Regions from separate parts of the Zea mays genome. Here region 1 is linked to region 2. A link is a contact called in public Hi-C data. All regions are on one chromosome and are shown on one strand. Each heading gives the region's core, a stretch centred on a gene start, on an enhancer-like site or on the middle of the called end of the contact. The rest is flanking DNA. Distances are from core to core; before and after follow the strand shown. Region 1 holds the start of LOC541884 (NOD26-like membrane intrinsic protein 2). Region 2 holds the start of LOC100502502 (DCD (Development and Cell Death) domain protein).

Evidence for each region. Hi-C and Micro-C count contacts between places; a contact is called where the count stands out from the background.
Region 1: a contact with region 2 is called in a Hi-C map of leaf, with 3 times the contacts expected there. The contact joins the promoter of LOC541884 here to the promoter of LOC100502502 in region 2. A contact is called at or near these places in 5 of 25 Hi-C or Micro-C datasets (bundle sheath, ear, leaf and 2 more).

The regions. Positions count from the first base shown.
Region 1 is chr6:123,756,749-123,759,825 of Zm-B73-REFERENCE-NAM-5.0, forward strand. It overlaps LOC541884 (NOD26-like membrane intrinsic protein 2), which reads right to left and starts at 1,392. Exons shown (of 5, transcript NM_001111550.1): 1 at 1,124-1,392; 2 at 766-990. The coding sequence starts at 1,282.
Region 2 is chr6:123,620,271-123,623,713 of Zm-B73-REFERENCE-NAM-5.0, forward strand. LOC100502502 (DCD (Development and Cell Death) domain protein) reads right to left here and starts at 1,380. Exons shown (of 5, transcript NM_001196980.1): 1 at 1,299-1,380; 2 at 1-749. The coding sequence starts at 744.

The DNA.
Region 1 (3,077 bases), core at 142-2,641, 140 kb after region 2:
CACTGTGTCCAGCGGGCAGGTAATCGATCTGTCCGCGTCTGTATGCACAGTAGTAGTTTTTATAGTTTCTTCCGTAGTTTTGTTTTTTTTTACAAACAAAAAATGGGCCGTGGAAGAAATTGCCGGGTGCATGCAGTGATCGTCATGTAGACCCGCCTCTCGGTAATACCCTCTGGTATAGTTGGTTTTCCTCTACTGTCTTGCTCACCTACGCCAACCTATTTCATGCTTTCTAGTATTTCTTTGTCTTATACCATGCATGCATGCATACGTATGCTGCCGCGTCTTGAATATTTATTCCCTTTTTTTGAGTGCATAGATCAATATTCGTATACAAAATTGTTTCGAGATATAAGTATTATTAATATTTTTTTGTAGACCTAGCTAGTCGAGCTCTAAATTTTTTTTCAGCACGCATCAGAAAGTAACACTTGTTTTGGCACGGAGCTAGGGCCGGAGTATGCCGTAGCTTAATCCTAATCTGACATGGCTATATATCCAAGTACGTACACGGCTATATATGACGAAAACACGTCGACAACTAAGTCCTACTGAACTCCCCATTAACAAATTGATTGAAAAGAGAGCGGACCGGCCAACACGAAACATGCATGATGCCGCCAATACGTTAAAAGCTGCACTTTCGTTTGCAGGAAGATCGAACACGAAATAATATGAAGAGCAGAGAGAAGAAAAAAGGGCAAAATAAAACAAACTATTTACATATATATTAGGATAAAAAGCGGCTGTATGAGCTAGGTGTACCTGAATCCATGGGAAATGCCGGAAGCATGCGAAGGAGAGCGTGACGGCGGGGTTCATGTGCGCGCCGGAGATGTGGCCGGTGGCGTAGATCATGACGGTGACGATGAGCCCGCCGGCCACCGACTGCCCCAGCTGCGAGATGCGCCTGTTGTCTTCGCCGTAGATGGACGCCGCCCCGCAGGTGACGAACACCAGAAGGAACGTCGCCACCACCTCCGAGATCACCTGCATACGCACGCACGTCAGGTGAGTACTGTACATACGTACGAGTACGACGTCGACCATCACCGGTACGACGACAACTCAGCTAGCTAGCTAGCCGCTGACAGGTGGAGCTATAGCATCGATGATGAGTTACCTTCTTCCCAAGGTGCGGCGGGAAGATGTCGGCGATGGACTTGTCCGGGTAGAACAAGGTGGGGACGACGGAGCCGCTCTGCACGGTGGAGAGGTCGTGGATCTCGTTCGAGTAGTTCACCCGCGAGTTGGTCCTCGACGTGGTGGAGGCGGCGGCCATGGCGTGGATATCTGATCGATCCCCTAGACCCCTACTAGCTTGGCCGCGCGCGCTGGGAGAAGCAAGCAGATCGCTGCCAAGTGCCAAGGATGCTGGTGCGTGCTCGCTGTGTGCTTGCTTGCTCTCAGCTCCGCAGCGCGCGGCCAAGGTATTTATAGATGGGTGACGATCGAGGGAAGAGCCGGGCGAGCGAGACCGCGAGGCGTCCGCGTCCGGGCCCGGTGGACGGGGACGGCAGGTGGTGGGCACTGCTAGGCACAGCTCTGTGCGCTGCCTTTGCGCTTGTGGCTGCGGAGCGCGCGGGCGATACGGATCCGGCGGTGGTGGAGCGGAGGGCAAGTCCAGAACCGGCCGGGAACGGGAGGGCTCGCTCCGCTTGTGCAGTTGTGCTAAAACTAAACCCTGACACCACACAAGACGAACTGGTCCGATATAAAATCAATGGCTCACCTAAAATCTGCACACTCCGAACAAAAAAACTGTATTTACCTTTAGACAAGTCAGTTTTTTTAGATTTAATCTAATATACGTATGTATACACACCATACAAAGCAAGTATATATAGCTATATTAGGGATTTAGGGATAACTATATTTATTCCTATAATTTATTGATCGCAAAAATAGTGTTTCATTAACAAACAACGTATCAACGTCGATCTAAAGGCAAATATCAAGTCAGGTACACCACTCGAATTTGGCTCTTTGTCAAGTGCTTGGCGCTTTACCGAGTACAATTTAAAGAGCACTCGACAAAAGCATGCTTTGTCCCGTGCCACTTCCAACGAAATAAAACTCACGGCATAAATCTAATTTGTTGAGGGCAAAGCACTCAACATTGGAAGACACTCGGCAGAGGAAGCTTTGCCGAGTCTCAAGCTCATGGTGAAACACGATGTTTGGCAAAGAGCCATCAACAGTCGTCTATAGCTGACAGCCGTTAACTTTACCGAGTGTCAGACGTTGACACTCGGCAAAATATCTTATTTGTCGAGTGTTACCTGACAAACACTCGACAAACCATTATTTTGCCGAGTGTCCTTCATTGACACTCGACAAAGTATATTTTTTTTTATTTTTTCCAAACTTTTTATGGTATGTTCCTACAATGTAGACCTACATATTCAATTTTGGCATAATTATCAAAGTGTTTGCTATAACTATTAAATTTAGTTTGTTTAATTGAATTTCTTCGGATAATTCAGATTTGAATTGCAAGTCACTCAAAAAATGGAAAACAGTGAATGCAAAAATGATATTCATGTTATTTAGCACATGTTACGGTCTATTTCAGAAACAGACCAGAATTTTTTAACACCATGCGAACTTGCCATCCAGTTGTGTTTAAAATTGTATAAAATACAAACAAAGTTAGAAAATCATGAAATTTATCGACATATCATGATATCATATGTAGAGACTCTGACAAAAAATTGTTAATATTTCATTAAAGTTGTCATGCACTATGTGTAGAAACCTAGCCGGTCTTCACATGAAATCATAAAACTTCTATGGAGACCTGCCGGGTCTACACATAGTGTGTGACAACTTACACGAAACAACGTCAAATTTTTATCACAGTCTCTACATATGATATCATGACATGTAAACAAGTTTCATGATTTTTTGACTTTGTTTGTGTTTTATACAATTTTAAAACAACTGAATTGTAAGTTTGCGATCATGTTTCGTGAGCATGGTGTTTAAAAATTCTGGTATGTTTCTGAAATAGATCTTAACTTGTGCTAAATAACATGAATATCATTTTTGCATTCACTGTTTTCTGTTTTTCGAGT
Region 2 (3,443 bases), core at 130-2,629:
TGGCCTAATCTTCTTGACCATTTCAATCTTCCCACTAGGCATCCCAAACAAGCGACTCTGGTAGCACTCCTTCTTAGTCTTTGCATTGCACATGAATATAAACCCTGCAACCTTACGGTCACCCCTTTCTTCCTTCTTGACCACAGCCTTCTTCCCCTTACCCTTACCCTTTCCCTTACTTCCTCCTTCCTCCATAACCTCCTTCCCCTTGTCACTCATGGCCCTCTCTTTCTTGTTCTTCATCTCACCATCACCCCTACTATTATCAGCACCCACACCATTGCCCTTGCTGGCAGAAATTGCAGCTGCAGCATCAGCATTAGCTTGAGCTGGTTTTGGCTTTGGCGACGAAGCTGATGCTACAGCAGTGGTTGGTATTGGTGCAGGCACCAATCCTTCAGCATCAGTGGCTGGCTTCTGCGTCTGTGCCACAGGTGATGCCTCAGCAAAAGTGGTTGACTTTGGCGTTTGCACCACAAGTAATGCCTCGGCAACATCGGATGGTTGCGGTAAAGCCGCTGATGCAGATGCATCGCCATCACCAGTGCCTGCACCTACAGGGGCGACCTCGTCAATAGCTGCTGCAGCGACTGCCTGCTTCGCACGGTTGGCCTTGACCTTTCTCTTCTTAAACTTCGAGGCCTTGACCAACCCAGGGGTGGACGGATTCTCCTTGGATGGCTGGGCTGCCGCGTCAGCAGAGGTCGCCGTGGCCTTGGCGACACCGTTGGGCTTCTTCACCATGGCCGCTGCTCGGTGCAGATTTGAGGAGGAGACGAGAATTATTACCACAAAAGTAGAATTGGATCCACCAAATCGACAGTTATTGCGCACGGATGAATCAAAGCATATAAACGAATAGCAGACCTGGATCCACCACAATCGACAGTTATTGCGCACGGCTGGATAGAAGCATATAAACGAACATTTTCGGGGAGGGGATCTACGATTTTATCGGATCTAGAGAAGAATCGTGCTCCTAACAAGGAATTTGGGAGGGGGGATTCTACGGTTCTGACCTATTCGAATTTTAGGGGAATCGACCGTGCTCCTAACAAGGATTTTTGAGGAAAAAATCTACGGTTCTAACCGGTTCGAAGTTTGGGGGAATCAATCGTACCCCTAACAAGGGATTTTTTGGGGGAAACCCTACCATTCTAACCGATTCGAGAGAGAACTTGTGGGAAATGACTCTACTATGCGGAGCGGCCGAGGAAGGGGGCGACATACCTGGAACCTGTAGGTGGAAGGGCAGTGAGCCAGTGATAGTCAGGGGATGGGGCGATTTTTCCTTTTACCTGGACATGAAACGGCCGAGGCAGCGGCGACGGGATATATAGGAAGAAGATAGCCCGATTTTGTCCGATTAGGGTTACGATCTTTTCTCACACTCAATTCCCTCTACCTGCTCTCTATTTATATTTAAATAAAATAGTATAATGCTCCTACTTTATGATATAGATGTTCATCGCTACAATGCACACATCCATATTTAATATCCAAAAAATAAAAATAAAAAATATTAAATAAATATATAATCCATATATAAATATTAAATTGACAAGAACAATTATTACTTTTATCTTTGTTGAAATGGCGAGAAATTTATGAGTTCAAAAGGAATCCAACAACTTTTTTATAGCTCACATGTTCGCTCGTTTCTTCAACTAAGAGGTGTGAGAGCACCTAGAGGGGGTGAATAAGTGATCCTGTAAAATTCAATAACTAATAGCCACAAAACTTGGTTAAGTATTAGAATGGCTAAGTAGCGAGCTCTTGCAACCACACAAGTATCACAGAAAAACAATCACAAAAGACACGCGAGTTTATCCCGTGGTTCGGCAAGTATAACACTTGCCTACCTCCGCGTTGTGGCGTCCCGATGGACGAGGGTTGCACTCAACCCCTTTCAAGTGATCCAATGATCAACTTGAATACCACGGTGTTCTTCTTTGCTTATCTTTTTTCCCGTTTGCGAGGAATCTCCACAAGTTGGAGTCTCTCGCCCTTACAACAAATATCAAAGTGAGAGCACAAGAGTAAGGGTGGGAAGCAACACACACAAATTCGCAGCAATACGCACACACACAAGCCAAGACTTGAGCTCGAATGAAGCACAGCGAGTTCACTACTAGAACAGAGCTCAAATCACTAACAAAGTCAATCAAGTGCGCAAAGACGGAGTGTAGAAGACTTAGAATGCTCAAAGTATGCTTGGATGACTCCTCTATGCGCCTAGGGGTCCCTTTTATAGCCCCAAGGCAGCTAGAAGTCGTTGGAGGCATTCTTGGAAGGCCAAAGTTGCCTTCTGTCGGGTGGCGCACCGGACAGTCCGGTGCACCACCGGACAGCCACTGTTCATGTCCGGTGCGCGATCTCCTTCTTAATCTGGTGGAGCCGACCGTTGCAGCGTCGGGCCCGTTGGCGCACCGGACATTGTCCGGTGCACACCGGACAGTCCGGTGCCCCCTGCCGACCGTTGGAGCGGGCCACGCGTCGGCCGCGGATTTGGCGGTCGACCGTTGCGCTAGCGGCCGTTGGCTCACCGGAAAGTCCGGTGCACCACCGAACTGTCTGGTGAATTTTAGCCGTACGTCGTTGAACTTTTCCCGAGAGCGACGACTTCGCTGCGGACGACTCACCGGACAGTCCGGTGCACCACCGGACGGTCCGGTGAATTATAGTCGTACGCCGCCGTCGAGTCCCAAGAGCGGCCGGTTCACCTTGGACTTGTCTGGCACACCGGACACTGTCTGGTGCACCACCGGACAGTCCGGTGCACCCAGACTGAGCAGCAGTTGGTTGTACACAGCCAACTCTTTTTCCAATCTATTTTCTCCTGTTTCCAGCACTTAGACACAATACATTAGTATCCAAATTAATGTACTAAGTCTAGAAACGTACCTTGTTACATGATTTGCACTTCTTCAATCTTTGGCACAATTTAACACTTAGAAAGAATGTGTTGGGCACTTAATCACCAAAACAATATAGAAATGGACCAAGGGCACATTTCTCTTTCAATCTCCCCCTTTTTGGTGATTTATGCCAACACATCAAAAAGCAAATGCAAAACATGCAACATTGATTCAAATTGAAGACCGAATTGTTTTTGATTCAAATTTGGCATATTTGGATCATTCTTTTCCACCACTTGGTTTGTTTTTGTAAATTAAAATCATTTTCCTATCTCTAAGTCAAACACATGTTTAGGCACAAAGAGAGATAATCCAAGAGTAAAAATGATTAAGAGCCAAAAACTCCCCCTTTTTCCCATAATCAAACATTCTCCCCACAAGAGACCAAATTTTGACAATAAGAGTATTTTGACAAATCAAAAGTTCTAACTCTACTATCTTCAAAATTCTCAAGTGGTAGCTAATCCATTTGCTTTGGACTTAATTTCTCCCCCTTTGGCATTAAGCACCAAAACGGGATCATTA